Regions from separate parts of the Danio rerio genome. Here regions 2 and 3 are each linked to region 1. Evidence: chromatin contacts called from public HiChIP or PLAC-seq and Micro-C data. All regions are on one chromosome and are shown on one strand. Each heading gives the region's core, a stretch centred on a gene start, on an enhancer-like site or on the middle of the called end of the contact. The rest is flanking DNA. Distances are from core to core; before and after follow the strand shown.

Evidence for each region. A called contact is a pair of places that touch in the nucleus more often than the background predicts. HiChIP or PLAC-seq counts read pairs in DNA pulled down with a chosen protein or histone mark.
Region 2: a contact with region 1 is called in an H3K4me3 HiChIP or PLAC-seq map of gastrula embryo, with 3 times the contacts expected there. The contact joins the promoter of acss1 here to the promoter of kcnh1a in region 1. A contact is called at or near these places in 7 of 18 Hi-C or Micro-C datasets (embryo, fibroblasts, hematopoietic stem cells and 2 more) and 3 of 4 datasets of contacts at active chromatin or transcription factors (caudal fin, embryo and gastrula embryo).
Region 3: a Micro-C map of caudal fin shows a contact between it and region 1, with 11 times the contacts expected there. The contact joins the enhancer-like site here to the promoter of kcnh1a in region 1. A contact is called at or near these places in 10 of 18 Hi-C or Micro-C datasets (caudal fin, embryo, fibroblasts and 3 more) and 1 of 4 datasets of contacts at active chromatin or transcription factors (caudal fin).

The regions. Positions count from the first base shown.
Region 1 is chr17:27,072,778-27,076,351 of GRCz12tu, forward strand. kcnh1a (potassium voltage-gated channel, subfamily H (eag-related), member 1a) reads left to right here and starts at 1,861. Exons shown (of 11, transcript NM_001044931.1): 1 at 1,861-1,933. The coding sequence starts at 1,861. All of the region lies in intron 3 of plb1 (phospholipase B1), which reads right to left.
Region 2 is chr17:27,243,054-27,246,627 of GRCz12tu, forward strand. acss1 (acyl-CoA synthetase short chain family member 1) reads left to right here and starts at 1,735. Exons shown (of 14, transcript NM_001080656.3): 1 at 1,735-2,152; 2 at 2,344-2,440. The coding sequence starts at 1,807.
Region 3 is chr17:27,220,156-27,223,729 of GRCz12tu, forward strand. All of the region lies in intron 8 of hhat (hedgehog acyltransferase), which reads right to left. The region is part of intron 1 of LOC141378572 (a long non-coding RNA gene); the gene reads left to right. Among named protein-coding and RNA genes, the nearest start is that of hhat, 20 kb to the right of the region's middle. Within about 2 kb of position 1,851, at least 5 of the 62 cell types and tissues checked have an H3K27ac peak or open chromatin away from gene starts, as enhancers often do.

The DNA of each region.
Region 1 (3,574 bases), core at 611-3,110:
GAGTGGTAAAGGTCAATAACTACATGTACTGTTCTACATTTGATTGCCGGTGGATCAAAAGGTCAAATCTTATTGTGTTTTCAAAGGCTGCACTCAAAATGGGAAATACTGAATATTATATCATCAAAAACTTCCATAAATATACAAGCAACAAGCAGTGCTTTATAATGAGTTTAGCCACCGTATTGCATTGTTTGGGCTAATTTAGATTGAGGGTTCAAATTGCAATAGTGAATTATGTCTTTAGTCATAACAATAAAAAAAAAATCAAAACCAAATTTACTTTTGTGCCTAAAGCAATTCAGTTACATTATAAATGTAGTTAATTAATGGATTATTATTATTATAGTATTATTATTTATTATATTCTAATATACAATATTATTATTGATTCATTATTATTATTATTTTTTTAGTTTTTTTTCTCTTCTCTTTTTTTCTTTCAGGTTTTGGTTTGTTTATTTGACGGTAAATGTTGGTGTTTATTGTGTTAAGTGTGTCATTCTTGTTACATTACAGAATAAATTGCCCCAAAAGGGTTAAAAAGCTTTAAACTTAAAACCACATGGAACTTTAAAAGCATGTTTTTGTAAGCAAAAGTTTTTGTCTCAGAAAGTGAACTAGATCAAAAGTATTATTTAACCATGAAATGTATTTAAATAAAAATTAATCAGGCACAACCAGTATTTTTAAATGCAAACACAGTTTATGATGTTTACATTTTTATAGAATATTATGATCTAACTTTGTATTACCCCCAAAATGATATTTTAACTGATAAGGCAAAGTTATTTTGCTCAGAGTCCACTCAACTTTGAGCTCTTCACAATGTAACCACCAATAAACTACACTTCTGCTGTCATACTTTGCAATAAACATCTCTTTTAATTTTTTTTTAAAATAATTATTGTGTTCTATTGTCACCATGCATGGAGATTTGGTCATTATTTGGTCATTTGTCTTATGTACTTTCATCTGGTAAGAAGGCGCCAGACTTCATATCATAAACCACAATCAAATCTATAACAAGTTTGATTCATTTTAGCCAGATTTTAATTGAATTGCAGTTTTAATAGGTGACAGAATGCCCTATCTCTAAAGACTACCTTGCTGACATTTTAATGATGCAGCTTATATAACCGATACAGGTCTGGGGCCCTTTTTTGTTTAACATTATATTTACCTTTTTTATGTTAACGACCACAAAGTTAATGTTATGAAGGAAGCCAAGATAGCTGTAGGTGTCTGGGTGATAATAACATCTGCATTGCAATTTAACTCAGGTTAACTCTGCATGTGTGTTTTAGCCTACTGTAATCTAAACCTGATTGGATGATGAAATTTAAAGAAATTTCATAGTTTGCATATTATTATTCGGCAGTTATAAAGGAAAATGTATTGCTGAATTTGTAATTGAGGGTTTTGAATATATTCCGAACCATTACACAAACCTAGCAGCATTCATTGGTAATTAAGCGACTGTTTTTATTTTTATTTTTTGGGGGGCTATATCATGTCCATATCATTCAGATCATTAAAATGTGTTTGAAATATACCAGCAGATGGCGATAAGAGATTAAAAGCAGATTAAAAACAGTAGATTTTAGAACGGTTGCAAAAGCGTGCATCGCCATCTATTGATTTACATCGGAACACACGCTACTTCACTCGTCAATAGATGGCGCTGTTTCGCCAGACTATGCCTGCTATAGCGGAGGATCAGTGGGGTGGAGGAGAGAGGAAAGCGCGAGGAGCCCCGGGTCCACACATCACTGGATGCGGCAGCGGCATGTGGACGACAGACTCACCGGAGACGCGCTGACCGGTCTGGGCTCTCAGTGGAGCGCATGACCCGCCGTGATGGCCGGGGGACGCAGAGGACTAGTGGCTCCTCAGAACACTTTTCTGGAAAATATTGTCCGACGGTCTAACGGTAAGACGCACCTCCACATCCAAACCAGCGCACACACTGAAAGAGTAGTGTCGCAGATAAAAGAAAGAAGGCACAAACTTTTCAATAAATAGATTATAGTCTTTTACATTAAAACAAAGTACTTTTAACTGTATAGTTCCACAATTACACGCCAGAAGTGAAAGGTGTATGTTCACGAGGGAGGAAAACATGATGCAGGTGCATTGATTCTGTAGTGAACACGTTTTACTGGAACGACGATTTCTAGTCTTAAATAAATAGTTGTATACTCAGTAATTTTTTTGATTTTATATATGAAAAAAATCGTATTTGATAATTAATTTTTATATCAGTTTTTGACCATTTGAATGATTATACAAATATTTAAAAAGTGTAATGGTTTGCATAGCGTTGAGATTTAATTCAGTTCGTGACTGTTCTCTGCGTGACAGCTTGTGCTGTTCTTTCCCATTTGAGTTGTTCTCATACATCCGTCCATCAGCATGCTTTGTAGGATAGAGAACAACTTTAGGTTAAATGAATATTTAATAGCAATTAATATTTAAGAGTGCTGAAAGGTTGAAAACTGGCGAAGGATCTTCACCAGCACTTCCTGAGACCAGACTGCGTTCTTGCATCCTCTATATGGTCCCCAAAATAGAATCAAAGATCTCTCTTATTGATGTTTATCCTTCTGGACTGCTTTGCTTATTTATGCAGTTTAATTAGTCAAAATGGCTTTTTAAAACAAGATGTCCACTGAACACCACATCTGCTCTATCCACTTAAGCACTGCTTGTGTTCAGTCTTCAGATATATCGAAAATGTGTACTTCTCATCTCATTAGGACTTTTATAAACATTGATGTCTTTATAACCCACTTGGTCTCAAAGGGTTGTTTGATCGTCTTGGGGAAGAAGAAGAGGATGAATTCCTCTTCTTATATGGTGTATGCATTATTTAACTGTTTTTCTGTTTTCTTTAACTTCCAGTTTGGACATTATCACATAGACACACAGGTATAAACCTCACTGAGCAGAACACTTGTGCTTAAACCTCCTCCATCCCGCCATTATTCCTCTGCCTCTCTTTCTCTCTTTTCCTCCTCCCTTTCTCTTTTTCTCTCTCTCTCTTAGTTCCCTTTCGACATTTAGTCTTGTTCTATACCAATTTCTGTTAATTTACAAACTGATAAGTCTGAATTTTAACAACAAGTTTGATCAAACTCTTTTGTGGTTTAGCGTTAACGTGGTTCAACAGTGCTGTTGATATTTTAAAGCTGCTTAGATACGGTGAAAATAACCATGCAGATGTTGTTTCCTGGTCCTCATTCAGCGCTGACAGCATTTGCTGTAAAATAACAAATGTTGGCATGGAACGTTTTTCCTCCATAGTGGTGCGTGTGAGTCCACGTGTGCGTGCTTGTTTCAGTGTGAAGTGCACTTCCCCGTGTTTTTGCTCAGTAGAGGAGAACTGTGCTTTGTGGCAAATCCACCACCATGCTCTTAAATCAGTTGATCTGTTAGATCTGAGTTATCCTTCAGTTCTGATTCTGATGCTGCCCACCCATTTTCTGTTTGTTAGGACTTTTGCTCATCTCACATTAACCCTCCATAAGCATTAGCCGTAGAAAGATGAAGTGTGTGTCTGTGTTTCTGTCAT
Region 2 (3,574 bases), core at 485-2,984, 170 kb after region 1:
TTTTTTGTGTAAGATCGGATTTTGTATGTTTGTTGAAGTCAATCAAAAAGTGCATATTTTGCCTCAAATCCTCCATAAAATATTAAATTCTTAACATTATAAAAATTTTTGCTATTTATTTGTGCATTTCAGCTGTTCACTAATTATTTTTAATATAATGTATTCAATAAAGTGTTGGCAGATATTACCGGGTAAATCACATTTTTGTTTTTAAATACATATTTCATATTATCAAAAATCCTAGTTATTTTTCTGCTGAATGTTGCAAAATGTCACTAACATAAAAATAAACAATATAAAATTTAAAAAATGGTTTAAATCTTCATTGGATTTCTTTTAAACTATACAACAAATAAATAAATAAATAAATGAGTCTTGTATATTTTTGATTATTTAAAGATCTGACAACTTGCATACTTTGAAATGTTCTTTTGATTTAATGCAATGTGTCAAACATAGAAAATGTATGAATAAACTTTATAAAAATATATAATGGACTAGCCTAAAGGAAAATGAATGAATGAATGAATTAATGAAATTAAACCAACATTAATCCACAAATGAACCATCAGTTAATACCAAGTACTTTTTAGGGCCTGCTGCTCTCCAAAAAATGGATATACCATGGATCTATATAATGATGTTATTTTGAGTTTTTGTTTTTTCTCTTTTAATATCAAATTTACGATATAATTATTCCCAATTCATAAATGTGCATAAATGTTTTAAAACAATTAGGTTTGGCAAGGTCATTTTTTCAAATAGTGCAAAAACGATTTAGAGCTTTACAGCCATGGAAGTCCAATGAGCTTTAGTACTCTATGGCCCAGCATGTTCCTTGTTTGGAAGAAGTTATATGCTGTGAGCAAATATAAACAAAAAACAACTACAAAATGCTTACGCACATTAGTATAACTATTTACGTACATTCAGATGAGAGGGTCAAAAGGACACAGACTTTGACAGAAAAGATGCATGCGTGTGGAACTAAAGTCCATGGTGCACTGTGGCTCACTGCCATTTAGAGAGAACATCTATCTATCTATCTATCTATCTATCTATCTATCTATCTATCTATCTATCTATCTATCTATCTATCTATCTATCTATCTATCTATCTATCTATCTATCTATCTATCTATCTATCTATCTATCTATCTATCTATCTATCTATCTATCTATCTATCTATCTATCTATCTATCTATCTATCTATCTATGTGTCTGTCTGTCTGTCTGTCTGTCTGATCTACCCCTCTGTAAATGCTCCACTAGGAGGCAGCAAGAGGTTTAGTGTATTTGAGCACAATCTTCAGAGGCTCAACGTGTTGCATGTAGAACCCGAAAAGTGAAACCGATTTATGTTGACGTCATTAAAAATATAACATTAGCATGTAACAAAAACGTGGTTTATGTGATAATATACAGCAAATGTGGCTCGTTTGAATTCACACAGAACCTGTAAAAAAACAAAACCTGTTTACACGCCTCACACTGAACCCACTGAAGTTTCATGTTTCTGAGTGTTCTGTGGATTCACGACGACAGTACAATCCAAGATTACGCAACATCCAAAACTCCCAAAATCATTATAGGATATTGCAGAGTTCGAATCGATTGTGACAGCCAGAGCACTTGTGATTCATGACCTGGTTTGGTTCATAATAGAGCTGATTCAGGGGGCGTTTTGAAGTGAGGTTTTCTTCACACGAGCTCTTTGTCAACAAGTTTCCTCCTCCTTCAGAGGAAAAGTCACGGGCTGCAGAAACTAGAGCAAAACTTTACTCCACCACAGTCTACACGGTAAAATGGCTGGACGTGTGAGCGCCAGTTTGCTGAATTCATTAACCAGGGGAACTATTCTCTTTAAAAACAAGAAATGCTTGCGCAGAAGTGTTGTTTTCATCTCCCGGTGTCACGCGAGGTCTCTGTCCAGAAGCAGCATCAGCGCGGCTCAGCTGGACCTCAGCTCGCATCTCTCTGGAAGAAACTACGCGGATTTATATGAACTGTCAGTCAAAGATCCAGAAAACTTCTGGGGGTCCATTGCCAAGGAAAGGCTGGCATGGACCAAACCTTTCGACCAAGTGTCGGACTGTGATATTTCCAGCGGGAAAATCAACTGGTTTCTTGGAGGACAACTGAATGTCTCTGGTGAGTGACGCTCGTTCTGTTTTAGGCTTGTTTTGATCACCTCCACTTTACTCTGTATCGAAAACTAAACAAACAAACTACAATTCTGTTTACATTTAGTGTATATTCCAGTTGAAGGCATTGTTTACACTTTCAATAACATAATATCTACAGTGAGTACAATGGTACTATCCTCTTACATTTATTGACAGTGAATTGTTTGGATGTACACGTGGCAAATGATCCAAGCAGAGTGGCCTTGATTTGGGAGAAAGATGAACCTGGCACAGAGGAAAGGATCACATACAGGTACATTCATTGAAGCTCATGGGAAATGCACATGTGGCCCTTATCCTAACCCAGCAACCTCACCTCCCCCACCCCTAGTTAAACCTTTTTAAAGCTTACTAGAATTTGTTAACTAAATGTTGCTGCTAATTCTTTGTAAATGCCAATATTTATAGTAATGTTTTTCACAGTTGTCTATAGCATTTTGACACCAATGCATAGACACTGGTTGCTTTGCTGTTCTGTTCACTATTACATTAGTGATGAGTAATCATCATCGTAAAGTATTACGTAATGTGTTTGTAATTCAGCAATTATTTTAATTTGAGTAATTTTGATCTTTTGTTGTTTATTAATTTGTATTTTTCTATTTAGCTCAGATATATTTTATATATTAATTAAATTAGATTATTTAAACTTACTATAGGTTAGTTGACAAGTGGAACATTTCTTTTTCATATGCTCTATTTCAGCTTCAACATGGGAAACAAATGTTGTTTGTTAGGTGAATCAAAATTATTGTTTATTAGCCTGATTGGGATTCATATTAATTCATATTATTTAATTATAACAATTGACAAATTGCATTGAATCTTTTGCTATTGATTTTTGTTCAATAGACATGGTTGAGTACTGAGTGCTGTAGGCAAGGCTAGTACTATACAGTGCTCAGCATATATGAGTACACCCCCTACAAATCTCTCATTTTAATTATTATGTTCTATAGGATGCATTACATTATTATATTTGTGAATATACATTAGGTTTGCAGTAATGAAGCCAAATCTGGAGCTTATCTAACAAAATAACTTTCAATAATGGTTCAAAAATTAGTAGCCTAAATTTAAATGTTGGGGGAAAATATTAAATAAAAATTTTAGAAATAGCAAAAGTCAAGAGAAACAAAACATATTTACAATTTAGTTGAAATGTTGTAGTTTGTATTTTTTGCAATATTTTGCATGCATTTAAATGTATGATCTTTCCATTTCTAAAGATGTTCTGTGACTAAAATATTATTTTAATAAATATATCTGTTTAATAAATCTGTTTTATTCAAATGCACCAATATAAATCACCCATATTCGCTGAGAAATGGATAAAACTTTTTATTTTTAAAGTGGGGTGTACTCAATTATGCTGAGCACTCTATGT
Region 3 (3,574 bases), core at 601-3,100, 150 kb after region 1:
CCCAGACATGCTCAATAATGGTCAGATCTGGTCACTGGGCTGGCCAATCCCGGAACACCTTGACGTTCTTTGCTTTCAGGAACTTGCTTTAACTGATGTGGAGGCTGAGGTGAGAGAAGGAGCGCTATCCTGCTGAAGAATTTGCCCTCTCTTGTGGTTTGTAATGTAATGGACAGCACAAATGTCTTGATACCTCAGGCTGTTGATGTTGCCATCCACTCTGCAGATCTATCACTCACCCCTATACTGAATATAACTCCAAACCATGATTTTTCCTTCATCAAACTTGACTGATTTCTGTGAGAATCTTGGGTCCATGTGAGTTCCAATAGATCTTCTGCAGTATTTGTGATGATTTAGATGCAGTTCAACAGATGATTCATTGGAAAAATCTACATTCTGCCACTTTTCCAAATGATCAACTAGAAATCAAGTTATTATTTGTTGCTATTACAACTGTGTTGTGTACTTCTCTGAGGTACATATACAAGAATTCAGAAAATTCACATCGCACATATGAACCACTTTGTTTCCCTAGAGCATTTAATGCTAGACTCAATGTTTTAAAAATTCAGCAGGTAATGCAGCAGGCAGGAAGCAAGCACACCACTGATCTGCAGCAAACACCTTGGTGACGCGATAAATCTATACTACATAGATCCCTAAGGCCATGGTGAGCACCAAACAAGCAGACTGAGACCTCTGAAAAGATGGGTTTCGTTCTACTCCTAAACAAAATTTAGCACACTTCAAATAAAACATAAAAGAAACATGAATCAATCACATCTAAACAAAACAACAACATGATCTGATGTCATAGGGTGAGACTATAAAAAGGATAAAATGACAAAGCCTACCTATTTTATGTCATAAGTCACAGTTTTGTCCATTACAGTTCCATACAGGCATCCTCGGCTAGTATCTGATATTAATTTGTATGCGGCAGAGCTATTCCTGCCACTGTTTTCAACTTTTTCAAACAATTTTTCATGCTTTATCAATTGCTATAACATAACACACACACATTTGTGCTTACAGCCCAACGCACAGAATGATTTTGGATGTTCAATGACTTCTGTCACAAAATATATATCATGAAATACATTTATCACATGTTTAGGTTTGATGAATCAGTATGAAATCTAACTTACTAACTTACATTACTTAAACCAAATGTATTATTTCATGTCTCAGTACGATCAAATAAAATCAAAATAACTGAACTACAAGTGTGAAAGCATCATTAATGCCAAATTATTATTATTATTATTATTTAAATAACTTAATAGCAATTAAGTTAATAGATTCAGATTAGATAGATAACAAACAGACGAGCTAGGATTGAACAGATAGCTATAGACAAGAGTCAGCAAATCGGCACAGAGCATGCGTGTTGATGCTAGACTAAATGAACAGTGTTTTACAGCAACCCATAAACCTTTCGACCGCCATAAACCCAGTCCATGATAGTGTCAGTACTAAATCACACACGTGCGCACACAGCAATACGCACACACACAAAGCAATCTCCAGATTTAACTGCAGCCTAGAGCAACATCTCAACCTCTCTCTCTCTCTCTCTCTCTGTTGTTCTCAGTCTCATTCGCTCCCTGTAGGACTTTGCACTGTAATCAGAGACTTTGCTGTCCTGCAGTATGTGGTACTTTTTCAACATGGCATGTTGTATCCGGCAGTTCTGAGCCATTAAACTCACAGATGAGCATGTGAGTTGGGATTCGAAGTACTGTATATCAGAGAGAGAGTGTGTGTGTGTGTGTGTGTGTGTGTGTGTGTGCTGAGGCTATGCTGAGCTGTTATAAAAAGCTTTATCGGGTTCAGAGGAGCTGAGCTCTGTCGCTCCGTGTGGGATTGAAGCCAGACGGGGTCTTACAGCAGGTCCTGCTGAAGTCTCCAGCATACGTCTGTTTCCTTACAGCTTTCATTTATCACACTCTAAACTCCATCACCTTCAACACCACTCAGACGCACACACTAGAGCTTAACCTTTGCGGCACTCAGAGCTCCAGCAGCTGGCCACAGAGCAGATCTGCTGATACACACAGAACATGCACGATTACACAAGAAACAGAAGAAACAGTCACTCGCTGTGGAACAATGAGTGCCAATGATCCGCTAGTTCACGGAAATTGACTGACCACTTTTGTTATGAAGCAATGCATTATGAATTATTTATTATAAATAGTACATTAATTAATAATATATATTATAAAAAACATTACGCTCTTGAATAAAGCCTGAGAGGTCATTGCAGTTATTTTTACTAATGAAAGAATTTGAAATTTGTATATTACCATCTTTCTGTCATTTTTATTTTATTTTTTGCTGTAGAAAGCAACTGTAGAAAATGCGTCATTCAAAAGACACTATAGAGTCTGTTTTACAATCTAGACTCAAAGTCTTAAGCGCATAGAACAAAGCATTAAGGGTTGTTCCAAATCCACTATTGCTATTTTAAGGACGGAAAAATATGATTTGCGCCGCATGGTCTAACAGGGTTGTGCTTATTCTCTTAATGAGTTATGGGTGTTTTGAGTATAATATGCATTAAACCAATCAGAGTCTCATCTCCCATTCCCTTTAAGAGTCAGTTGTGTTGCGTCCATTTGCTATATACATGACAACTTTGTAAGTAAAAAAACTGAGCTTTTCACTAGTGAGAAAACAGTTAAACAAACCATCTGCAGCGCATGGATAAAGAATGAGCCTCCTTCATTCGGCCTCCTTACTTTCACTTTACTTCTTTACATTTGTGGATGAGGAAATGGTTTTGTAAGCACTCCACTGAAGACATTCATTAACCTATATATTTAATGGGCTATATGCACAGCGATGAACTTCTGAAAGCTTTGTGTGACTTTTTATTTCATAACGTTCCTTTTACAACATCGATGTTGTAATGTAAATCAAATATAATCAGTTAAATAAACTGAAGCATTCATTTGGCTGTTAAAGCGTAAAAAAAGACAAAAGACCGCTTAAACGCAGGCGACATCACTAGCCGCAGGCTAGCTGAGATTCCATTGGAAATACTGGGGAAAAAATCAATTCCATATTTTAAAGACATGGTGTGGAAAAATATCATTTAATGCAGTGCTTCTTGTTTGGTCAGATACCCACTTTATATCTTTATATATTACACTTTATATGTATCTCAGCAAGGAAATGAAGATCGCTTTTTTTTTTTTAAAGAAATCAGATCTTAAACACAGCAATTTGTACAGGATTACAAATAACCAAAAGCCCTGGGGCTGGCTGATTGAAATTAAAAGTCTGTGTGCATATACCCAATTTTATTTGTTTTAAAACTATTTTTTAAATTCAGTTCTAATTTCCAGCAAATTAATAAATGATCAATAATAACAAAGTGTGTTCAAAAAACAGAAATATATCCAAACACACGTCCTATTCATATGCACCATGTGATGATGCAGACTTTTCAAAACCGGAGGACAAATCTAAACTTGTTTTTATTAAAACAAATATAAATATGTATGCAGATATGAAGGATATGTAGAAAATAATAATTTTTGTGATATTTCAATCCTTTAATTCT